Linked DNA regions of Sus scrofa: all the other regions are linked to region 4. Evidence: chromatin contacts called from public HiChIP or PLAC-seq data. All regions are on one chromosome and are shown on one strand. Each heading gives the region's core, a stretch centred on a gene start, on an enhancer-like site or on the middle of the called end of the contact. The rest is flanking DNA. Distances are from core to core; before and after follow the strand shown. Region 1 has its middle 34 kb from the start of JUN. Region 2 holds the start of JUN (Jun proto-oncogene, AP-1 transcription factor subunit). Region 3 overlaps FGGY (FGGY carbohydrate kinase domain-containing protein). Region 4 overlaps LOC102165506 (a long non-coding RNA gene). Region 5 overlaps FGGY (FGGY carbohydrate kinase domain-containing protein). Region 6 overlaps FGGY (FGGY carbohydrate kinase domain-containing protein). Region 7 overlaps FGGY (FGGY carbohydrate kinase domain-containing protein).

Region 1 (2,925 bases), core at 182-2,681, 310 kb before region 4:
CTGAGGGTCACTGGGCACATACTGATGGAGGGCCAATGACAGGTTAGTGTGTACCACCCCCAAGCCACTCCTGACAATGGCCTCCCACACCCACTCACTGCTAGATGGACCCAAAGGACTGGGTGATTGACCCATTCTGCTCACCTTCTTGGAACCTGATGCTGGCTGGCCAGTGCCCAGAGCACGGGTCTAAGTGTCACATGATGAATCCTAAGGGTTTGTTGGCTATAGCTTGGTGCACAAGTCACTGTGCATGCTGGGTGGCTTGAGTTGAATCTACCTGACTGATGGCTCGTCCACAAGTCTCATGAGAACCAGAACAATAGGCAGCCACATTGAGCAACCAGCTTCCCTTCCTCGCCCCCGGCAGCAACTGGGCCAGGGAAAGTGAAGAAACCTGTTCTGGGTCTCCGCGGGGTGGGCGTGGGCGGGGCCCTGCCGGGAAAGGGGCGGCTGGACCAGTTTCTGTTGCTCCCGGACCGGATGCAGCCCCGTGACTAGGGCGGAGGCCAGAGAAATGCGCGCCCTGGGCGCACCTGTCTGACCTCCAGGGCGACGTTGGCTTTGGCAATGATAAGACTAGAGGCTCTAGGTCAGCGGTCACGGGCGGGCGTGAGACTTCCGGCTGCCAAATCAGGCGAGCGGGCGGGGTGGCAGCGAATCAGCTGACAGGTGGAACTGGAAGATAGAGGCTTTGGACGTCCTGTGGGTAGGGGAAGGAAAACCCGGCAAGGGGCGGCGCCCAGAAACAGCTGGGTAGCTGGGTCATTGTGCGGCTGTCCTGAGGTCGCAACCGCCTCTTTTGCGCTTTACCCCTGCGGCCCCCCACCCCCACCCCGAGGGGCACGGAACTGTTGGGTAGAAAGAACACTGGACAGAATTGTATTTGAATCCAGCTGTTCCATCTACCGGCTTCTGTGTTCAAGGGCAAGTGACTTCGCCTACCTATCGGATCCAGAGTTTCGCTAGATGAAAAATGGGAATAAATTCTCTCAAAGCCTGGTGTGAGGAGTCAATGAAATCACATAGGAACAATGCCTAGCACACGAGTAGGTGCCCATAAAGGGGGTTCCCTTTCCCTTCTTTGTTTCAGACCCAGATCTCACTCCCAGCCCCGAAGTCGCTCCCCAGACGACCCTAGGACGGCGGCAACTGGGTGGCAGGCTCCCTAGCTTGATAATAACTCGAGAATCATTTGAGCCTCACTCAGTCAAACTATCAGATAGGATGGGGCGTGTGGAAGGATTCCCAAGGCCCCCTTGGGTCGTGTTTCCGTGATCCTGGGGCTGGGGTGGGGGGGATTTCAACGCATTCTTTGAGTTAGGTTATGTATTTATTCACAGATTCCTATCGGGCGAGGGCTGGTTCTTACTGCCTCCCCAGGCGACGTTCCCGGCCAGCCAGTATTTCGTCCATACAAGGCCAGCTTCCACCCGCGGCTTTTGCGTAAATAAAGCCCAGCCTTCCGCCGCAGGTTGCCGCGGGTCCCGCCCCCGGAGCCGCCAGTGCGGGAGGCAGGACCGATGCCATCCGCTGCAGGCGGGCCTGGGGAGGCTGGGAGCTGGCCACGCCCCGGCCGGGTGCTGGGGGGATGGGGGTGGGGGGAGCACCAGAAGGAGCAGGGTGAAGAAATCCAGGCTTAAGCCGTCCGAGTTCCCACCCGTTAGCACCGTCCTTCATGGGTCACTCAGCAGGCCCTTGATAAACATCATCCCTAATCCTCCCTGCAACTCTGCGAGTGTTCTCCCCAGTTTATAATCGAGAAACTGAGGTTTAGCAAGTGTAAATGGCTTAGACGAGGTCCCATAGGCAAAAAATGGCAGACCGAGAAATTCTAACCGAACATAACTGGTTGCAAAAGCCAGCCTTTTCCCCACCCTATTGGACATCAGTGAGATCGCAAAAGTCTTAATGGGCAAGAATAAAACAATAACCACAACTAATCAGATTAACAGATGAAAGGGAGTTGAAAGGGCCTTCCAGAGCTTCCACTGGTGTCTCAAACAGGGGATCAAGAACCACAGGATAAATCACAGACTATATTTCCTGGGTGACAATTTCACTCCTTTTTAAATTAAAAAAAAATTAAGACTGACAATGATGGAGAAGAATATAACTTTCAGAATTGTGGTAGCTGAAAGTAGGAAACTTCAAAGAAATTTCAGGCTGTTTTCACAACGTACATCTTTCGCTTGACTGTGCAGAAACATTAACGTCAATTACACAGATGGGCAAACTGAGGCCCGAAACCACTCTCCCCGGGGCCAAAGCGGGAGGAGAACCAAGACACCCAGGCTTTCGGCCTGGGGTGCTTTCTGCTGAGGGCGGGGGGTCCTGTTTGTAAATAGGTGTCCTCCGACAGCCACTGCTGATTTTGTCACCAAGCCAACCAAGTGGGCGCGATTCTGAGTAATTGCAGGGAATCAGCGCGGCTGGGGTAAAAGCAAAAGGGACGCGCGGGAGGGCGGCTGGTCCAGAGCCCAGGCGCAGGCGGAGCCACAGCCCGGATTCCCGCTGGGCGAGCAGGCGGGAGGAGTCAGGTGCCAGCGACTCTTGAAGGTTCTGCCCCTCACTCGGTGCAAGCTGCCAGCACAGCAAACCACAGCCCTGCTCCTGTCCCACCTGCTGGACCCGTCTGCGTCTGCGACAAGGGAGACCCCGCCCAAACCCACTCGTCTAGGCTCGGGCAAGGAAGATGCACTGGGACCTCTGGCCAGCCTGCCCAGACCCGTGGGACTGGCTGCCCTCTCCTTGCGCGTGGGGGGACCTTGGAGTTCTTAGGTTTGGCTTTAAATCTGACCCTAATATTTGTTGCTTAAGCTCTCTCACTCTCAGTTTCTGTATCTGTCAAATGGAGGTTAGTGACTCTTACCTCATATAATTGCTGTGAGAAGTAAATGTGTGCCTATCCATAAAGGCCTAGAA
Region 2 (3,118 bases), core at 398-2,897, 340 kb before region 4:
CAAACCTCCCTCCCGCCTCCCCTCCCCCACCCCCCCCTTTGTGTTAAGGAGTACTACAGAAGCAATCTACAGTCTCTATTGCAGTTTGCAACCCTCCCCCCTCCCCCCCCTTAATACTGAATGAGATCGAATGTTAGGTCCATGCAGTTCTTGGTCAGTGTTAAAGAAAAGTCTTAACGTTCTGTTTGCGCGGGGACAGCCCGTTCGCAAAGCGGGGCAGCCCGCGGGCTGCCGCTCCCTGGCTCCGCGCCGAGGGAGGGCGAGCCAAGTCCTTCCCACTCGTGCACACTGGGGGCGCCGTCAGGACGCAACCCAGTCCAACTTGGATACCCTTGGCTTTAGTCCTCCGACACTTCTTTTTTTTTTCTCCCTCTCTCTCGCAACTTGTCAAGTTCTCAAGTCTGTCTCTCTGCTATTTTTTTTTTTTTCTCCATTGCCCCTCAGCCCCCAACAGTCTCGCCTCAAAACGTTTGCAACTGCTGCGTTAGCATGAGTTGGCACCCACTGTTAACGTGGTTCATGACTTTTTGTTTAAGCTGGGCCACCTGTTCCCTGAGCATGTTGGCGGTGGACGCCAGCTCCGAGTTCTGCGCTTTCAAGGTTTTCACTTTTTCCTCCAGCCGGGCGATCCTCTCCAGCTTCCTTTTCCGGCACTTGGAGGCAGCGATGCGGTTCCTCATGCGCTTCCTCTCCGCCTTGATCCGCTCCTGCGACTCCATGTCGATGGGAGACAGGGGCGGGGTTTCCCCGGGCATCTCGGGCACCGTCTGCGGCTCCTCCTTCAGGGCCTGCAGCCGCGGGTGCTGCACGGGGATCTGCTGGGGCAGGTGGTGCGGCGGCTGCGGTGGTTGCTGTTGCTGCTGCTGGGGCTGAGCGGGAAAGGCCAGGCCCGCCGCGCCGTAGGAGGGCGCCCCGCCGCCGCTGCTCAGCGCGCCGGGGTTGAAGTTGCTGAGATTAGCGTAGACTGGCGGCTCGCTGTGTAGGCTGGCGCTGAAGCCGCCGCTGCCGCTGCCGCCCGCCACTGAAGCTACCGCCGGAGCCACCAGGCCCGCCCCGCTGACCGGCTGCGCCGCCGACGTGACGCTGGGCAGAGTGTTCTGGCTGTGCAGTTCGGCCAGCGCGCGCACGAACCCCTCGGCGAAGCCCTCCTGCTCGTCAGTCACGTTCTTGGGGCATAGGAACTGGGTAGGGGTCGGCGTGGTGGTGATGTGCCCGTTACTGGACTGGATTATCAGGCGCTCGAGTTCGGGCGACGCCAGCTTGAGCAGCCCCACGTCGGGCGAGGTGAGGAGGTCGGAGTTCTTGGCCCGTAGGTGCGGCTTCAGGTTGCCCACCGGGTCAGCCAGGTTCAGGGTCATGCTCTGCTTCAGGATCTTGGGGTTACTGTAGCCGTAGGCACCGCTCTCGGACTGGAGGAACGAGGCGTTGAGGGCATCGTCGTAGAAGGTCGTTTCCATCTTTGCAGTCATAGAACAGTCCGTCACTTCACGTGGGGTGAGTTTGGGTTGCGCGCAGAAGTTTCGGGGCCGCAACAGCGCGCTGGCAAACGGGGGACACCCGCGCTTCCCGGGGCCGTGAGCGAGGAAAGTTTCTCTAAGAGCGCGCGCCCCCGCCGGCTGGCCTCCCCCCTGCGCCCTCCTCACCAGCTCGCTCCGGGGGATCGCAAGGTTGAGACGCCGCCCGCACTCTTACTCGTCCGCTCGCGCGCGCTTCCCGGCTTTGAAAAAGTCGCGGTCACTCACGGTGAGCTCTCGGGAGCAGCGGTTCCTCGGAGCCCGCGGACGAACTCGCTTCCAGGCGGAGGCAGGCAGCGCAAAGCCCGCGGTGGCCTGCCCGCGGCGGGTCTCCGCCGCCCGGACTCCGACGACTGTCCCCTCCTCCGCTGCGAGGGGGAGGGGGCGCCCGGCAGCCGCGGGTCGCGCTCGCCCAAGTTCAGCAACCGGTGCGAGCGGAGCGGAGCGCACGTCCTCCTCACTCCACCGCCTCCTTTTCTTTACCGCCTCTGCGGCAGCTTCGGGCGGAGAGAAGCTTTGCGAAAGTTCGCTCCGGGACCCGGCGGCCACTTGTCCCCTGTCCTCCTTGCCGGGAAACTTCTCGCCGCTGCAGCTGGTCTCCGGACTTCCCCGTGCGGACAGTGGCCGCTCTCCGAGCTGTCAGCAGCGCCCGCGCAGCGGGGCTCTCCGCCTGGGGGCGGCTGGAGAAGGGGATCTCCCGGCACTCCCCAAAACACCAGCCCGGGAGCCACAGGCGTTAGCTCCGGGTCGTGGGAGAGAAAATGGAAAAGAAAATAAGATTTGCAGTCCGCCCCGACTGACGGTGCCTGTCTGCCTGCCTGAATCGGCGAACCTCCACTCCCGCCTCGCTGCTTCAGCCACACTCAGTGCAACTCTGAGCCCTTATCCAGCCGGAGCTCAACACTTATCTGCTACCAGTAAACCCCTAAAAATAGCCCATGATGTCACCCCAAGGCCTTCCCATTGGCTCTTGTCGCTCTCAGGAGGGCGGGCCCACCCGTCGCCATGGAGACCCCACCCTAGAAGATTCTTCTCTGGACCCGCGGAGGCTCACGGGATGAGGTAATGCTCCGCTGCCCTCCTACAGTTGGGCCCTTCTTTTGCCTCCCCTCCCTCCTCTCCTCGCGACTAGCGCCTCTCTCTTCCCCCTCCCCTCCTCGGCGCGTCTTTCCTGGCCCGCCCGGTGCATTGTGGGCTGACGTCTTGGGGTTTGACTGTCTAGTGACGGTGGCTGCCGCAAGCTGGGCGGACTCCGGCGGCGGCTCGCAGCCTCTGAAGGAGGCGGGCTCAAGTTCAGGGAAGGCAGGGGATGCGGGGACCCGGAAGGCTGGGGAACCGGGCCCGATGGCTCGGCCTGAGTGGGCTGGGCGGGTGTCACTGAGGGGGTCGATGTCATCTGCGGGCACTTCGCCGCCGCGCGGGGGGGAGGGGGCGGGCTAAGCGCCCAGGTCCCTGCCCCCCCCCGCATTTCCGGGGGGCGGGAGCACCGCCCTTAAGGTGGCTCTGTTAAGGCCCTTGTGGGGGCGAGTGAAAGTGGGCTGAAGTTTAGGAGAGTCGGCCCCCCACGTTGAGAACTCTCCGAAATTTGTCTCCCGGTCAAGTTC
Region 3 (3,305 bases), core at 73-2,572, 270 kb after region 4:
ATTAACACTGGAACAGGTGCTGGGCCGGTAAAGGTGAGGAGCTCAGAATCCAGTCGCAGAGACAGACAGGGAAAGAACAGTGAGGAAGTGAGAACGGCTCAGGTGTATGGAGCGCTTAGCCATGCCCTGTTCCTGCAAATGACGGCAACTTGTATTCAAGAGCCCAGTGTGAGGCAGGGGGTGTTATTGCCCCTGTGGATGAGGACAGTTAAGATGCCAGGAGGTTGAGTAACGTGCCCAAGGTCATGAAGCCGGTAGCTGGCGGGTGATGAAGTGTGCTCTGCGCAGTGGAGAAAGGAAGGACAGAAGCCCCTTCCGGATCTCACTCCTTCACTCAGGTCTCCTTCCTGCCCATCCTCCACAGAGCAGCCTAAGTGACCTTACAGTGTCACTGAGATCAGGCCATTCATCAGCCTCTGTTGCTCATGCAGTAACATGCCCCCTCCAAGGAGGCCCTGTGCCATCAGGATGCCGCCTCCCTAGCCAGCCTGGCCCTGTGCCTCAGGCTCTGTGCTCAGCTCCACGTGCTCAGCTGCCCAGGCCTTTGCAGTCACTCTGCCCAAGTCTCTCCTTGTTCTGAAGGACCTTTGTCGTTCCTCAGGCCTCAGATCCAGGGTCTTCTCCTCAGAGGTCCACCCTGCCTATCCTGCCCCAAGGCAGCCTCCCAGGTCACTCTCCTCCTCGTCACCCTGCTGGTTTCCTCCCTGGCGTATTTGCCAAGCTGACGCCCCCACTGGGATGTAAGTTCCAAGAATGGCAGGACCTGTTCTGTTCCCTGTCCCGTCGCATTGGTGACATGTGGCTGGCACAGAGTAGACGCAAAATACAAGCATGTTTGTGAGGGAGATCCTGTTGTGGCTCAGCAGTAAGGAGCCCGACCAGTATCCATGAGGATGCGGGTTTGATTCCTGGCCCCACTCAGTGGGTTAAAGGATCTGACATTGGTATGAGCTGTGGTATAGGTCACAGACGCAGCCTGGATCTGGCGTGGCTGTGGCTGTGGCTGTGGCTGGCAGATGCAGCTCCAATTCAACCCCTAGCCTGGGAACTTCTATATGCTACAGGTGTGGCCCTAAAAAGCAAAAAAAAAAAAAAAGAAAAGAAAAGGCAAGGACATATTTTATTGGTGGATCAAAGGAGGCACTGTGACCCACCCAATGTCATAGAAGTAACAGTGACAGGAGCTGAACCTTACACTCATCAGGACAGCGCCTTGCCTGAAACGCATTGCCTCCCCACTGTTCTCAGGTCAGAGTCCCCAGCGCTTGGCCTGGGCCATAGACCTTGATGACCAGCCCCTGCAGCCTCACGGCCCCGGTTCTCTGCACACCCTCCCCAACTGCTTTGGCCACACTGACTTCTCCACAGCGCACATTCCAGGCCACCTTCTGCTGGTCCAGCCCTTTTCCTGTTCTTTTCCCACAGCTCTCACTATCCTTCTGGTTTCAGCTTAAACCTTCCTTCCCTGGGAATCTGTCCCCGAGCCCCTGGCCCAGATGAGATGCCGCTCAAGGGCCCTTCATTGGATTGAGCACCCAGACAGTTCTGTGATTTACTCTCTGGTTTCTGGCTGTCCTGCCTTGCCTGCAGGAGAGGCAGCCTATTCATCTCAGCCAGCTCTGTGTACCCTGGGCCAACTCCTGGGCCCGTTAGGTGGCAGATGCTAAATAAACACTCGTCAAGGGACTGAGCACGGAAATGGACAGGTGTAGAGTGAGTGAGTGAAGAACTCCTAAATCTACTGTACCTCCCCCTTCTCTGGGGAGGCTCACAGGGTAAGATTCCCTAGCCTTTCGCGGATGTCTGCCTGGTTCTGGGAACCAGGAGAGGTTGAGTGACAGGAATAAGGAGGTTTGTGTTGGTCTCGTCTCAGCCTGGGCAAGGGAAGAGCTTTGGCTCTGAATGTTATAACCAAAACTAAAATTAGTCGTCTGTTGACCGCTGCCTAAGGCCACTGTTCTTGGAGAAAGGTCAAGAGAAACTGGACAGGAGGTGGGTGTTTACAAGATCTGTCCCAACTAGCCCATGATACGGCACCACAAGCCCTCATTTCCCTGACCCCTCGTTAATCAGAGCTGAAGAGGCAACTTCAGACATGGGTTTTATCTTGGAAGAAGGATCCAGAGCTCAGGATGACATCCTGAAGGCTTTGCTCTCCTCCTCTTCCTTGCTTAGTCTCTCACCAAGGTTATTCCATCTTCTTAGAACCTTCTCTTCATCCTTCTGGGGGAGGGGGTAGGCGGGGACAGTGGGGATCAGAGTATCATTGTTGCCTTAGGAGCCCAGTGCTTTAATTTGGCAAGATCCTGTTGTGGCTCAGTGGAAATGAACCCGACTAGTATCCATGAGGATGGGGGTTTGATCCCTGGCCTCTCTTAGTGGGTTAAGTATCTGGCATTGCTATGAGTTGTGATTAGGTCACAGGCGAGGCTCAGATCCCGCCATTGCTATGGCTGTGGTGTAGGCTGGAAGCTGCAGCTCCGTTTCCATCCCTAGCCTGGGAGCTTCCATAGGCAGCACTTGTGGTCCTTAAAAGGAAGGAAAAAAAAAAAAAAAACTTGCATCACATCCACCAGGTGGGATGTTCTTCTGAATTGGTGGTAGGCAGCCAGTTCTGTACAGAGATATAATCAGAAGAGAAAAGTGTCAGGGCAGAAATAATCCTGTTTTTGCCTTAAGAACAATGACCTCTGCCACACCCCCAGTGGACCTTCTCTGTAGGCCAGGCTCTGGCCAAGCACATGGTCTGTGCCAGCCTGGGCTGCTGGCCTGTTCTCCATCATGTTGGGATCCAGATGTGGCTACTAGCTCATCCTCAGGGCTTCTGTCCCTATTCAAGCCCGAGGAAGGTATATCAACTCTTGTGTTTTTTAGCTAATAGCACTCTTTGAGACCTGGAACTTCATTGGTTTCTAATCCCACTATATATATACACATCTGTATACACATCTCACTGTGTAAACATTTATAGTTGCCTTACACAATTACTCAGGCAACTGTTTTTTTTTTTGGGGGGGGTTGCATGTGTGGCACATGGAAGTTCCCAGGCTAGGGGGCAAATCTGAGCTGTAGCTGCTGGCCTACACCACAGCCAGAGCAACGCAGGATCTGAGCCGTATCTGTGATCCATACCACATCTCACAGCAACGCTAGATCCTTAACCCACCAAGCAAGGCCAGAGATCCAACCTGCATCTTCACAAACACTAGTTGGGTTCATTACCACGGAGCCACAAGGGGAACTCCAGGCGACTGATATTTGAAGAGGATCTGGAAGAGAAGTCATAGTTGCTCCTAATAATCATG
Region 4 (2,910 bases), core at 18-2,517:
ACATGAGGCCCCGGTGGTACTGAATGCCCCACTGCCCTTAAACAGGTCAGCTTCCTGGAGGAGGTGTCAGAGCCAGTAGAAGGGAGAGAATTTGGGCAGTTGTAAAGCTGGTGTATGATCTCACCCACGACCAGAAGGCTCCTTTACTATCCCTACCTCCTGCTCATCTCCCCACCCCCACGCATCCTGTCACATCCCAGATCAGAACCATTCTGGAAGCAATATTTGCTCGTTTGACATTTGAAAATAGCATCAAGGAGGCTAAAGATAGCTAGGTTATAAGGAAGGTTAAACAGCTTGCCAAATGCCGCTGAGCAAATTTGGTCTTCTCCGTGTTGTCCAAAGAGTGCTTTGATGTTTTCCCTCTGTTTGGAGGAGTAGAAGTATTAGATGAAGGGGGAAGAGGATCTTGAGCCAAAGGCCACAGCCTTGGTGTGAATTTGGTGAATGGTAAAAGGGTGCGTGTTTCAGAGGTCTCGGTTAACAAACTCAGCATTCTCCAGCTGCCCAGGACAAAAAGCCTGACGTGGTAAGACCCTGCTTGCTGGGCTGCCTGTGTGGCCCTATGTCTACCTATGCATCTGGTTTCCACTGGGACCAACACAACCATCAGGAAGGGATTTGTCCGTTTGAGATAGTAAAATTCTAAAAATGCCCCTAGCCTTTTACTTCCTTTTCATTTCTCCCTGGCTCGCCCTCATTGTAACTGAAATGCCCCAAGCCCCAGATATGTACTGTGGATGTGGGGCGGCGGAGGCCAGAGCCCGCTGACTGTGGGGAGACATCGTGTTCCCCAGGGATCAAGTATCCACGGAGAGATCGGCGTGTCCAAGTAATAGTGCTTACCATTTGCGGACAGGTGCCCGTTCGCCAAGCTCTCTGCTAAGTTCCTTTCATCCTTTACTTCACTTATTCTCCCAGCAGCCCTATGTGTTAGGAAATATTTTGGGGCCCATATAAATGAAGATCTGAGAGTCGGAGGAAGACGTTAAGCAACTTGCTTCGGGTACCAGCTAGTGCTGCAGAGATGGCATTTCAACCCAGGGGCATCTGCTCCAAGCTTGCTCTCCTCTCAACCATGTTATATCATCTCCCTTTATAGAGACAGACAAGGGGCATCTTCCCCTGCATACCCTGCCCTGACTCCATTCCAGGCATCGCACTGGCTTCAGAGAGTGACCGAGTGCCCCTTGAGATGGGCAGGCTACGATGGCAGAGTCTCAGGGATGGACACTCAAGCCCGGTGACTCAGCAGCCCAGCCCACTTGTCTGACCTTTTCCATGTCACAGATATCTAATGAAACGGTTAGCCCTGCTTGCATCCTGCAGCCCTAGGGGCAAGTGGCAACCCGAGTCACAAGAGACGGACTGAATGTCAGAGTTGAAGTGGGTATCTCTGCCTCACCCTCTCTAAATGTGACCACAGCTGCCCATTCAGTGGTGGCACTGCTGTCACCGCCAGAACATGCAGGCAGGGTGCCTGAGGGGGCAGGATGCTGGTCATCTGGCTAAAAAGGAGGGTGGGGATGGGTGAGGCGGCCCGATTATGCCTGGCTTTGGTTCCAAGCTCTATAATCGGATTCAGGTGCTTCCAAAAGCTCCTGCCTCTTCCGAGCAAATTCAGTTAAGGGCAGGGGGAGGGTGCACTAATGGCTTCCACATTGGGGGCCTTTCAAGCTCGGCAGGGGTGGGAGGGGCAAGGAGTCTGACCTCACCTCTGAGGATAGCCCTGATCCATGGAAGGCAAATGTGTTCATTAAGTACCTCTTAGGAGTAAGGGTCTCAGGCCTTGTGGGCTGGATGCTGAGAATATGACAAACAAACAAACAAACAAACATAGATGCAGCCTGCCTGGAGCTTACACCCGGTAGGAGAGCCAGAAAATGGACCAGAAAATTACAGCCCAGAATGAAGAGGGCTCGAGGGAAGGACTGGTTCCCCATGTTAGTGGCTGAGACTGTGGGCTGAAGAGGAGCTCATGGGGGAACCTGGGGGTACCCAGAGCAGGGAAAACAGCCCATGAGAATGTGAGTTAGGGGAGGAGCGGGGTGGCCAGGGCATCGGTGCAAAGGCATAGCCATAAGCGAGGAATGCAATGTGGACTGGTTGGGAAAAACTTTTGGTCTTAAAATCCATTAGAAGAAGGCCAGAGAGATAATGTGATACACTTGGAAAGGTCATTCGGCTGGAATGGAACAAGATGCATGCAGGAAGACTGGTGATTTGGGGCAATGCCGGTGGTATCCTAGACTAGGGTGGGGTGGGAGTGGAGCCCATGGGAAGGGTAAATCTAGTTATGAGGCCAAATCAACAAATTATACGGTCCTTGCCTTCAAGGAGAAAACAATTCTAGTTGAAAAAACATTTTCTCCCTTAATTCATGCCAGTCTTACGTGACCAGCTCAGAGGTCATTGAGTTCAATCTCCTTTTGCATGGAGTCCAGTGGTTTGCAACCTGGGTTTGAACTCCTTCAAGGCAGGGAGGGAGTGGTGGAATGTTAAACAGCTTAGGAAAAGTCTGGGTGGGCAGCTGGCCTGGACACACGCTTTCTCGAAGTTCTGGAAACTCCTGGACAGAAGAGACTATATACCCTGCTGGCAAGGCCCCTGGCTCCAGGCAGTGGGGCAGTTTTGAGGCGACACCTATTCTGCCAGCTGCGATGGAGCAGACTGCTCCCCCCCACCCCCCACAGCAGAGGGGGGGCCGGGAGGTTGGCTGGAGCTGAAGGTGCTTTTCTGCCAACAGACCCACCCACAAGTGCTTGCTGAGTGATGGCTGGTGCCCAGCCTTGTTCCTGGAAACCGCTGTGATAACGCTCCCAGAGCAAGAAGCACCACTTGCTGACCTTCTACAGGGGAAGAATCCTCAGGAAAAGCTTGTTGAAAATTTAATGACAGCAATTTCTGAGG
Region 5 (3,224 bases), core at 221-2,720, 370 kb after region 4:
ACCTGAGAGTAGCACCTCCTCCACCCCACCTTCCATAACGCTAATCTTTATCATGCTCTGTACTATGATTCTGATGTCAGAATCTGGCTTCTGAACACAAGGAAAATGAAAAGTCTTGAGGTAATACAACATAGGAGTTCAAATCCTGGTTTGAACACCAATCCTAGTTCCATCTGCTGTCTCTGTGACCTTGGGAAGTTGCTTGATACTTCATGCCTCAGTTTTTTTCCTCTCTGAAATGGGTATAGTACTTGCACGCACCTCATAGAGTTGTTTGAAGAATAAATGAGCGACATTCTGTAAAGCTCTTTAGTGTCTGGCAGTGCCGTGTATATTTAGCTATGATTGATGGGATCTAAACGAATGTGTATTATGAATGATAGAAGTGTTCAAGGCGAAGTCATTCTTTTATTTTAAAAAATACGTGATATTTTCCTTTTATGTGCCAGGCATTGTTGTAGATGTTTGGACATAGTGGTGAATAGAGACAAGTTCCTGCTCCTATGAAGCTTCCTTCTTGTTGGGAGTGTCCATAACCTCCCATAGAAACATACTCATGAATATTTTTATATACACAGTATGCATGCATACAGAGTATGCATGCACATGTGTGCTTGTGTATCCACATATATGTTTATGTGCACATCTGTCTGTGCATGTGTATATGTGTGTGTTTGTGCATATGTGTGCACAGATGTGCCTCTATTGGCATGCTCAGCAATGTGCATGTACGGCTGAATGCTTGTGCATATGTGTTTGTGTACATGTATGTATACCAGTATACATATGTGTGTGTGCATATGTATATGCACATTTGGATATGTGTGTTTGTGCATGTGTGGGCATATGTGTACATGTGTGTATTTGTATATGCATCATTATGTGTTTATCAGGTACTGCTAAGTGTTATTAAGAACAGGTCTGTGTAAAGCAGTAGAGAGTGCCAGGAGTGAGAGAGTGCCAGTACAGAGAGTTCTGGAAAGTTTAATCCAGAGTGGTGACATTTGAGGAAACTGACCTCAATGAAGAGAGGGAACATTTTATGGTATAAGAAGCAAGGTAGCAGATAATTCAATTAGCAAATATGTGTTAGACCCATACTTGGCCTCAGATGCCATGTAGGGCATGGGGGCTGCCAGGCTGAAGATGATCCAGTCTTTTCTCTGGAGGAGCTTAGCAGCTGGTGGAGAAGGCAGACCTGTCATCAGAAAAATCCCATTGTAACCTTCACACTGCCTTTCCCAGATGTGAGGGAAGTGTCACAAGAGCACACGGAATGGATCAACCAGCTCTGCCAGGACAAGTGAGGGAAGCATCACGTAGGAGGTGCAAATGGGACAAGCATTTCAGGAGGCGGGAATGGAAAGTGAAAAGAGTGTGGAAAAGCCTGACTCCATCATGGGTCTTTTCAGTATGGCAAACTTGTTGTGCAAGTATGAGGAAACAGTGAGAGAGGGCCAGGAAATCAGAGCTGTGTACCATGTGTGGATTCTGAACTCCCAGCTTTGCCACTTGTTAGGAGCAAGTTACTTAACTGCTGTCTCAGATTTCCCTTCTGTAAATGGGGATGACAACAGCGCCTCCTCTGGTGGTTGTACTGTACTGGCGCCATTTCCTGACCTGTGTGAGCAATCAACAAGTGTCAGCTCTTCCAGGTCAGAAGCTCAAATGTAAAAAGCCTTGAATTCTAAGTTGAGGAAATTGGATGCTGAAAATCAACCTATCATTCAAATAGCTTCCTTGGCACTGACTGTCGTGTGAAAACTGTCAAGTGTTCTACCTGAAGAATTTGCCTTTGGGCAAGCAGCTAGGATTTGTCATACCAATGGGTGATACTGCAAAGGAACAGATAAAGCAGTAAAAAAAAAAAAAAAACAAAAAAAAAAACCTCATTTTATCTTAGAACAAAAGTTCACTTCAATGGAATGGAGCAGATATTTGTTTTCCCAGGCCCTGGAAATTCAGACATAGCTCACTTGCTGCCAGGGCTTTGCACTCCACCTTTGTAATGTTTGTTACTCAAACTGCAGAAGCATAGCTAGATGGGAAAGTACATTTCTCCATCTCCGACTTCTGTATCTCAGCACCAGGCCTGAGGCTGGAGGATGCTGCTTTTCAGGGTCTCATACCCACTCTGATCTTGGCCACTGTCTTAGTGAGAGGATTTTTGCCTCTGCTCCTGTCTCTTCATCCCATTATCTCTTCTCTTTCTTCAAATCGAAGTAGAGAGTGTACAAAGTCTGCCCAGGCTCACTACAGTCTGAGCTGCTGAATATTCTTCCAGAGCCTTCTAGTATTTCTGTGCCCATCCCTCTGAATATTCCATCTTCATTTTATCGATGACAGTGTCAGATTTTCCCACTAAACTTTCTTCTGTTCCCATTTTGACTAGAACTAGAAAGTACTGTTTGCTAGAAACTGCAAATGGAAAATATAAAGAGAGACAACATGAGAAAATAGATTATTTACATTATTTCCAGTTATCCATAGTAGATTGAAATCATAATATAGATCATCTAAAAAATGAGTATTTTATTTTGAACATAGAATGACATAGGATTTTTTTATTAATTAAGTTTTTTTTAGGATATAGTTGATTTACAGTGTTGAGTCAATTTCTGTTGTATAGCATAGTGACCCAGTCATTTTTTTTCTCATATTATCTTCTATCATGGTCTATCTCCTGATACTGGATATAGTTCCCTGTGCTATACAGTAGGACCCCATTGCTTATCCATGATCCATTCTAAATGTAATAGTTTGCATCTACTAACCCCAAACTCCCAGTCCATCCCACTCCCTCTCCCAACCCCTTGGCAACCACAAGTCTGTTCTCTATATCTGAGTCTTTTTTTTTGTAGATAGGTTCATTTGTGCCCATGTTTTAGATTCCACATATAAGTGATATCATATGGTATTTGTCTTTTTCTTTCTGACCTCACTTAGTATGAGAATCTCTAGTTGCAGTTGTTGCAGATACCATTATTTTTTATTGCTGAGTAGTATTCCATTGTATATATGTACCACATCTTCCTATCTGTTCATCTGTCAGTGTACATTTAGATTTGTTTCCATGTCTTGGCTATTGTGAATAATGCTACAGTGAACATGGGGGTATATGTATCTTTTTGAATGAAAGTTTTTTTTCAGATATATGCCCAGGAGAGGGATATAATTTTAGGTAGGAATGTAAATTGGTACAACCACTGTGGAAAACAGTATGG
Region 6 (3,319 bases), core at 784-3,283, 510 kb after region 4:
ACCAGCCCCTGGCTCTGGTCCCTCCAATGCCTCCCATCATCTCTTGATCCCTAAGAGGAGTAGCAGCTTTTGGCCTTTGCTGATCTCTTCAGTTCCTTCAACATCATCTGCCCGGCTTTAGTTTCTTCTGTCTTCTATGAACAAATTTCCTGCACTCAGTTCTTGTTGAACGACCTAGAGTGGCTTCTCATCTCCTGACTGGATTCTGAGTAATAGAGTTGCTTTTAAATATTAAAAGAGAAGTCAATCCTTATGGTGAATCCATTCCCCCCTCCCATTGGAATGAGCTAGGCCAATGGGAGAAAGGGTGGCTGGTTACCATGGAGAGCAGTCCACTTTGACTAAGTGGCATGCAAAGGACGAAAATTGACCTAAGCAACTTTAGCGAATGCCCAGATCTGAGTAACCCCGCTCTGAGTTAGGCATTGGAGCCTGTAGCCATACGTAACTTACCACTTTCCGGAGGAGATCTGACTGGATTACAAGTCAGAGCTGGGCACAGTTCAAGGTAGTGTCTAGTCAAAAGGAATAGAAACTCCTCTTTCTTGAACCAGCACTCTGGACCATTCACCATACTATATATGTGATTATTCTCATCATGCAAGTGAGGATTTAGAGACTCAGAAAGGGCAAACAGTTTCCCTAAAGTCACACAGCTATTAAGTAATGGCATGAGGAATTGAAGTCTGTATGTCTCAGAGTTTATGTTTCTTGAAACATATCTCTTCCTCAAGGTTTCCAAATTTTCTTCCTGTTTCAAAGCAAATTACAAGAAAGCTGCATGTGTAACTCATATTGCTCTGGTCGCTTAGAAATTTCCTTGCAGAACCAACATTTAAAGTTTCTCATGTAGTTCTCATAATAAGTTTATGTTCGAAGTTTGTTATTTTCATTTTTACAAATGAGAAAACAGACTCAGAAAATTAAAAGAACGTACCCAAGGTCAGACTGGCTGTTAATATTCAAGCTGAATATTTGAATACAGGTTTTTCTGTCTGGTACAGAAAAATACACTGTTTTCTGTCTGGTACAGAAAATACACTGTTTCTACTGGTGACATCAAAGGATTGGATTTTAGGAGAGAGGGCCTAATGTTTTACAGGTTTAAAAAAAGAACAAGAGGAAAAACAAGGGCAGGTTCCCCACCTTCAAGGAGCTGACAGTCAGGCTAGAAGAATAAAAATGAAGCAACCTGAAACCAGAGAGTACCATTACATAAGCTGCTCCCTGGTAACAGCTACAAGCAAGAAAGAGAAGTGTGGTTTTGTATAAGACGGAGGGCTTGAAATGGAAATGCTAACTTAGGGAGAGCAGAGAAGCAGCAGGAAGTGGACTTTTCAGATAGTTGGTAATGAAAGCCGAAGAATAACACAGGCAAAAAAGATATCCACTCAAGTCCTAGGAAGGATCCCAACTGGGGAGTAACAATAGAAAGCTTAGTATGTAAGGGCCACACTTGATGGGGAGTAGGGATTGTCAGCTAGAAACAGATTGCTATAAACTGGATCAGGAGTCCTGGGAGCATCCTTTGCCCAACATCCCCTGACTCTTATCTATCTTTTTTTTTTTTTTTTTATGTAATAAGCTAATAGTCTCATTTTTAAAAAATGAACAACATTAAGTGCTTCTTAAATGATAACACTGCTTCCTGCTGAAGAAAAAAAGCCTGTAAATTATTTCAAGCCTGGGAGTAACAGCAAAGATTTATTATGTATCTCCAACAGTTTTGAAGACTCCCTGAAATTGAAAGGGAACACTTTAAATGCCCCTAGGAAGTTATCCTGTTTCACCAGAGTGCCTTTGTGTAGAGTGTTACATGTTTGGGGACATGGGGACTGACAAGGCACCTTCTGAGACAAGGCCGCTGAGATGGGAAGCCAGCAACTGCTTCACCCCACCTCACAATTGACCTCCCTTCCCCTCCCCCTCCCCCTCAGCTGACACTTTGGCCAGAGGAGCCTGGGTGTTGGATGGAGTTGATCAGACTGAAACTCCTACCAAGTTGGCCATGTCACTTTCAGCTGTCGGCATCTCTGATGAGGAGGGATCCGGACAGGCCAGGCTGGTTCAGATAACTGGATGACAGCAGTTGTTTTCACCCTAGGAAGCGGACTAACGGCTACAGACAGAAATCGATGGAGGAGAAAATTACAGACAATCCTAAAGCGGAGATTCGAGCAAGTGCTTAGACGATGAGGAAGCCGCTAGCTTTAGTGAATCTGGCATATTGTGGTGTGGTGGGGACTGGGACCCTTCTCTTCAAGGGGCTCCTGAAACGATAACAGAGGGTAGTCAGGAAGTGTCAGCAGTCATTGTGTGTATGACTATGGATTAACTCACTTAATCCTCACAAAAATCCCATGAGGTCCTGATCTGTCTTGTGCTTTGCAGATAAGGAGGCCTTTACAGATAAGGAGGCCAAATCACAAAGAGGTTAAGTACTTTCCCAAGGTTAGCTAGCTAGTAAGATACACTCCTGCCATGTTTTGAGCCTGTGGACTGCTCACTGGAATAATACTGGAACCCATCTGTAAAGCTGCCTTGGGATACTCCTCACAGTGGGCCCACGTCTACACGCACCCCCTCACCACTGCTTCTCTGCAGTGCTGCCCTAGGGTGTTTCAGTGTCGGCTTACCCCACCTGGGGGTGAGCTTCCGGGAAGGATCCCAGTCTCCCTTATCCGTAACTGGTAGCAGGTATGGCATGAGCAGGTGTTGTATTACCATGGAGGTGAAGTTGGCAGAGATTGCATATTCCCCCTGAGCTGCCTGAGAAGGCTGGTTACCCAAAAAGCCAGCCACTGAAAGGAACGGTGCTGCACTGGAGGAATGTGGATTGGAAGCCCTTAGCCGGTAAAATCCAAGCTAACCCCACTTAGCTCTTAGCCCTGTCTCTGCAAACAGCTTTCCGTGTTCATACCGGCCCCACCCCAGACTGTTCCTTGTGAGTCTCAGTTACTCTTTTTTCAAGGATACATACCCCAGCTTCACTTGTTGGTTCAGTGACTGAACAACTCGATGTATAACCCAGGACAAGAGGTCAACCTCTTTGGCCCTCAGTTTCCTCATCTTTACACTGAAAGAATCAGGTTCTGGTTTTCACAGAATGTAAAGTTGTGGACCATTTGTAAGGCCAGTGTATCAAACAGATAGAAGCTGAGCCGTGTCTCCTCTTTGCTGTGTCACTCCCTCCCTTTCCCCACCACATGGCAGCCTTGGAGGGTCTCATTTGAACTTAAGAAGCACTGGACTCCGGTTTCAAAGGCAATAACCCAAAATTATTAATTAACTCTAATAATAATACAATCACACAGTATTT
Region 7 (3,107 bases), core at 265-2,764, 420 kb after region 4:
CCAAGCAAGGGTAGGTTTCACACCCCGACTCCCCATCTCCCTTCTCCTGACCTCCTTCATCCAACCATCACTCTCTACAGTCTCCATTGTTGTAGAGAAAATGTAAGAGATAACCTCCTTCATCCTATGCCCCTCGGCTGATATTCAACAAACGCTTCTCAGTTTATAACAGTTCTGCAGTCGCTCACTGGGGGAGCCATCCATGTAGCTATAGGTAGTTTCTAGTTCTGTTTGCCCAGCCAGGTTAGCCGTCTCTTCTTTTGTGAGGCCAAAAATGGAGAGAGAGAGTTCTGCAGATCAGGATTTTTTTTTTTTTTTTTTTTTTTTTTGCTCTTTTTGTATTTTTCCAGGGCTGCATGCGCAGCATATGGAGGTTCCCAGGCTAGGGGTCTAATTGGAGCTGTAGCCACACAGGCTTATGCCAGAGCACAGCAACTCAGGATCCAAGCCGAGTCTGCGACCTACACCACAGCTCATCTGCGACCTACATTACAGCTCCCGGAACTCCAGGATCAGGATTCTTTAGGTTTAGTCTTGTATGGACATGGCCCAAATTCCCTTGAACTAAACCTGATTAGCAGGAGTGGGGTCTTTGGGGAGTGCTTGCAAAAGGCAACAATGGATGCACATGCACAGAAATTGTGACTTTTATTGAAAGAGGCCCCATTATAAAACAGCCTATGGAGTTCCCATCGTGGTGCTGTAACAAATCTGACTAGGAACCATGAGGTTGTGGGTTCAATCCCTGGCCTCACTCAGTGGGTTAAGCGATCTGGCATTGCTGTGAGCTGTGGTGTAGGTCTCAGACACGGCTCAGATCCCAAGTTGCCGTGGCTGTGGTGTAGGCCAGCGGCTATAGCTCCGATTAGACCCCTAGCCTGGGAACCTCCATATGATGCAAGTGTGACCCTAGAAAAGACAAAATAAATAAATAAAACAGCCTACATTCTCTTTGCCTTTATATAATAAGCTGTTAACAAGGTAAAGCCTCAATTGTGTTTAATCCCAGTGACAGATCTTCCCAGTAGAAATGAATCCAGGTGATAGTTTCTTATCTCGCTTTCTCTTCTCTAGAGTCAGTACAACATCTGTACCCTACTTTAGCATTCTAGTCAAGATGGTATCAGATCGTACTTTTTAAAATTAAACACCCCTGTGTACACCAATCCATAAATAAGAAGTACACTTTGGCCAGTATGGAGGTGATGATATTAATACAGGCTACGTTTCCCTGAGTCACTGAATGTACCAGGCACTGTACCAATGCCTATAATAGACTGTGTCACATTTAATCTTTACAAGTCTGTGAAAAGAGGTCCTGTTTGCCCCATTTTTCAGATGAACACCCCAAGGGCCAAGGTCACACAGCAAGTTGAGACAGAAAATTGAGAGTCGAACCAGAAAATCAAAAGTCAGTGGTCACATTGTTGAGACAATAACTCAGGCCAGACTCTGGTCTTAATAAGGGAAACACAGAAACTAAACAGGAGCAGGGCAGGGAGAGAACCTGTCCCCAGCAACCCAGAAGTCAAAATCAGAGCATGGCCAATGGAAGCACTGTGTCATAGGTGCCAAGGTCTTGTCACAGGGGAAAAAGCTATGTCATTCTCCTCTGTCCCTGCTCATCAGCCTTGACTGTGAGGCTGCTCCCAGGCATCTTTTCAAAGGAACCCTAAATTCTATAGGCCAGAGCTGCTTTTCCTAACAGCCAGTTTAGAATCAAAAGAGCATTGATTGGGCCATATTTGAGAACCACTTGATAGTTAGTGCTTGGCTCACGCATGAGGGATGTGACAGAAATAGAAAATATGGTTCTGACTTTAAGGGTCCAATTTGCTATGTGACATCAGAGCAACAGAGCTAAGAATCCCTCTGATGATTAGCTACTGTGTAGACTGGGCACCCCCCCCCCCGAAGCTCCTTCCCCTCCACCCCGCCTACCCCTCCCCCACCACAGAAGAAACTAGTAAATGTTCACCCACCACAGATTGTTGGGACTGTGAAAAAGATATAAGACATGATTTTACATCTTTGGGGTCAGACAGCTCTCAGAGCTTCCAAAGCCGAAGCCAGTCTGAGCTCCCTGGAGCCAGTCAGGCATTGGTTTAGGAAAGGCCACGTGTGGTTTCTTGTCCACAGGGGAAAGAAAATCAGGGGGAACTTGAGGAGAACCTCAAAGTTTTTTTGGGGGTTCGGTCTCTCTTGCAATTAACTTTGGGTGCATTGAGGTAAGTAGATGAGAAACATATGAATGACATTTCTGTTGTGATCATATATGGATGACAGAATGATGATGAATGAAGAATGATAAAGATGAAAGTTTAAGGAGTCTTAAATCCTTTGCGAATAATTCAGGACATTGCAAACGATACTTGGCAGCCTCCCTCCATCCCAAATTTGGGGACCGTTTGGTTGGATGACACAGTTGCTTGGCGCCTTTCCTGTTCAGTCAGACCACTGAAGATCTGTGAACAGGTTTCATGTATTCTTGTTTTGCTCAGAAATAAAGGGATTGGGTTTCTCAGAAGGACCAACTCTGAACCTTTCCAGAAACCTCCAAATAGAGGAGAGGAAACTTTGGCAAGCCTGAGCTTTATTAACCACGTTTCCCTTATAGCTGATTGGATGTATGGTTATAGTCTGTTGTTGCTCTTCATGCTGGTGAGGTTGTCATGTTAATAATAATGGTAGCCATGCCCGGCATTTGGATGATGTTGGCATTTGCAAGGCATACGACACATGGCACATGAAGTATGTATTATGTATGTATTTACAGATCTTGGCATGTACATTGACCTATGTAACATGTGTTAGGACACAACGTGGAAGTACAGAGAGCTAAGGGAAGACACGGGGAGGAGCAGCCAAGCCAGCACTGGGGAAGAAGTCAGAATTTAGAGAAGGTTTCCCAGAGCGGGTAATACAGAACAGAGTCTTATAAAAGGACATGTAAGCATTAGTCAGGGGAAGGTGAGAGAGGCAGCCTTTTTAGACAGAAAGAAGAGAATTTATGAAGATTTGGAGATGAGGAAGAAGATGGTTCACTTGAGGAACTTCTAGGCTTTTATGGACTCACTGCCATCAAAAATGATGGGACAAAGGCTGGG

What was found. HiChIP or PLAC-seq counts read pairs in DNA pulled down with a chosen protein or histone mark.
Region 1: a contact with region 4 is called in an H3K27ac HiChIP or PLAC-seq map of skeletal muscle. The contact joins two enhancer-like sites. A contact is called at or near these places in 1 of 47 Hi-C or Micro-C datasets (fetal heart ventricle) and 2 of 2 datasets of contacts at active chromatin or transcription factors (alveolar macrophages and skeletal muscle).
Region 2: an H3K27ac HiChIP or PLAC-seq map of skeletal muscle shows a contact between it and region 4. The contact joins the promoter of JUN here to the enhancer-like site in region 4. A contact is called at or near these places in 1 of 5 promoter capture datasets (liver), 6 of 47 Hi-C or Micro-C datasets (embryonic fibroblasts, heart right ventricle, psoas muscle and 1 more) and 2 of 2 datasets of contacts at active chromatin or transcription factors (alveolar macrophages and skeletal muscle).
Region 3: an H3K27ac HiChIP or PLAC-seq map of skeletal muscle shows a contact between it and region 4. The contact joins two enhancer-like sites. A contact is called at or near these places in 2 of 47 Hi-C or Micro-C datasets (both in skeletal muscle) and 1 of 2 datasets of contacts at active chromatin or transcription factors (skeletal muscle).
Region 5: a contact with region 4 is called in an H3K27ac HiChIP or PLAC-seq map of skeletal muscle, with 7 times the contacts expected there. The contact joins two enhancer-like sites. A contact is called at or near these places in 1 of 47 Hi-C or Micro-C datasets (skeletal muscle) and 2 of 2 datasets of contacts at active chromatin or transcription factors (alveolar macrophages and skeletal muscle).
Region 6: an H3K27ac HiChIP or PLAC-seq map of skeletal muscle shows a contact between it and region 4. The contact joins two enhancer-like sites. A contact is called at or near these places in 5 of 47 Hi-C or Micro-C datasets (embryonic fibroblasts, psoas muscle, retroperitoneal adipose tissue and 1 more) and 2 of 2 datasets of contacts at active chromatin or transcription factors (alveolar macrophages and skeletal muscle).
Region 7: an H3K27ac HiChIP or PLAC-seq map of skeletal muscle shows a contact between it and region 4, with 6 times the contacts expected there. The contact joins two enhancer-like sites. A contact is called at or near these places in 2 of 47 Hi-C or Micro-C datasets (both in skeletal muscle) and 2 of 2 datasets of contacts at active chromatin or transcription factors (alveolar macrophages and skeletal muscle).

What each region holds. Positions count from the first base shown.
Region 1 is chr6:153,651,212-153,654,136 of Sscrofa11.1, reverse strand. No RefSeq gene overlaps it. Among named protein-coding and RNA genes, the nearest start is that of JUN, 34 kb to the left of the region's middle. Within about 2 kb of position 1,431, at least 50 of the 83 cell types and tissues checked have an H3K27ac peak or open chromatin away from gene starts, as enhancers often do. A contact at or near this core is called in skeletal muscle, where this site is marked.
Region 2 is chr6:153,684,954-153,688,071 of Sscrofa11.1, reverse strand. It overlaps JUN (Jun proto-oncogene, AP-1 transcription factor subunit), which reads right to left and starts at 1,647. Exons shown (of 1, transcript NM_213880.1): 1 at 437-1,647. The coding sequence starts at 1,469. The coding sequence ends at 462.
Region 3 is chr6:153,071,613-153,074,917 of Sscrofa11.1, reverse strand. The region is part of intron 5 of FGGY (FGGY carbohydrate kinase domain-containing protein); the gene reads left to right. Among named protein-coding and RNA genes, the nearest start is that of FGGY, 140 kb to the left of the region's middle. Within about 2 kb of position 1,322, at least 8 of the 83 cell types and tissues checked have an H3K27ac peak or open chromatin away from gene starts, as enhancers often do. A contact at or near this core is called in skeletal muscle, where this site is marked.
Region 4 is chr6:153,340,943-153,343,852 of Sscrofa11.1, reverse strand. The region is part of intron 3 of LOC102165506 (a long non-coding RNA gene); the gene reads right to left. Among named protein-coding and RNA genes, the nearest start is that of FGGY, 130 kb to the right of the region's middle. Within about 2 kb of position 1,267, at least 4 of the 83 cell types and tissues checked have an H3K27ac peak or open chromatin away from gene starts, as enhancers often do. A contact at or near this core is called in skeletal muscle, where this site is marked.
Region 5 is chr6:152,975,262-152,978,485 of Sscrofa11.1, reverse strand. All of the region lies in intron 7 of FGGY (FGGY carbohydrate kinase domain-containing protein), which reads left to right. Among named protein-coding and RNA genes, the nearest start is that of FGGY, 240 kb to the left of the region's middle. Within about 2 kb of position 1,470, at least 11 of the 83 cell types and tissues checked have an H3K27ac peak or open chromatin away from gene starts, as enhancers often do. A contact at or near this core is called in skeletal muscle, where this site is marked.
Region 6 is chr6:152,830,250-152,833,568 of Sscrofa11.1, reverse strand. The region is part of intron 14 of FGGY (FGGY carbohydrate kinase domain-containing protein); the gene reads left to right. Among named protein-coding and RNA genes, the nearest start is that of HOOK1, 120 kb to the right of the region's middle. Within about 2 kb of position 2,033, at least 19 of the 83 cell types and tissues checked have an H3K27ac peak or open chromatin away from gene starts, as enhancers often do. A contact at or near this core is called in skeletal muscle, where this site is marked.
Region 7 is chr6:152,923,493-152,926,599 of Sscrofa11.1, reverse strand. All of the region lies in intron 8 of FGGY (FGGY carbohydrate kinase domain-containing protein), which reads left to right. Among named protein-coding and RNA genes, the nearest start is that of HOOK1, 220 kb to the right of the region's middle. Within about 2 kb of position 1,514, at least 3 of the 83 cell types and tissues checked have an H3K27ac peak or open chromatin away from gene starts, as enhancers often do. A contact at or near this core is called in skeletal muscle, where this site is marked.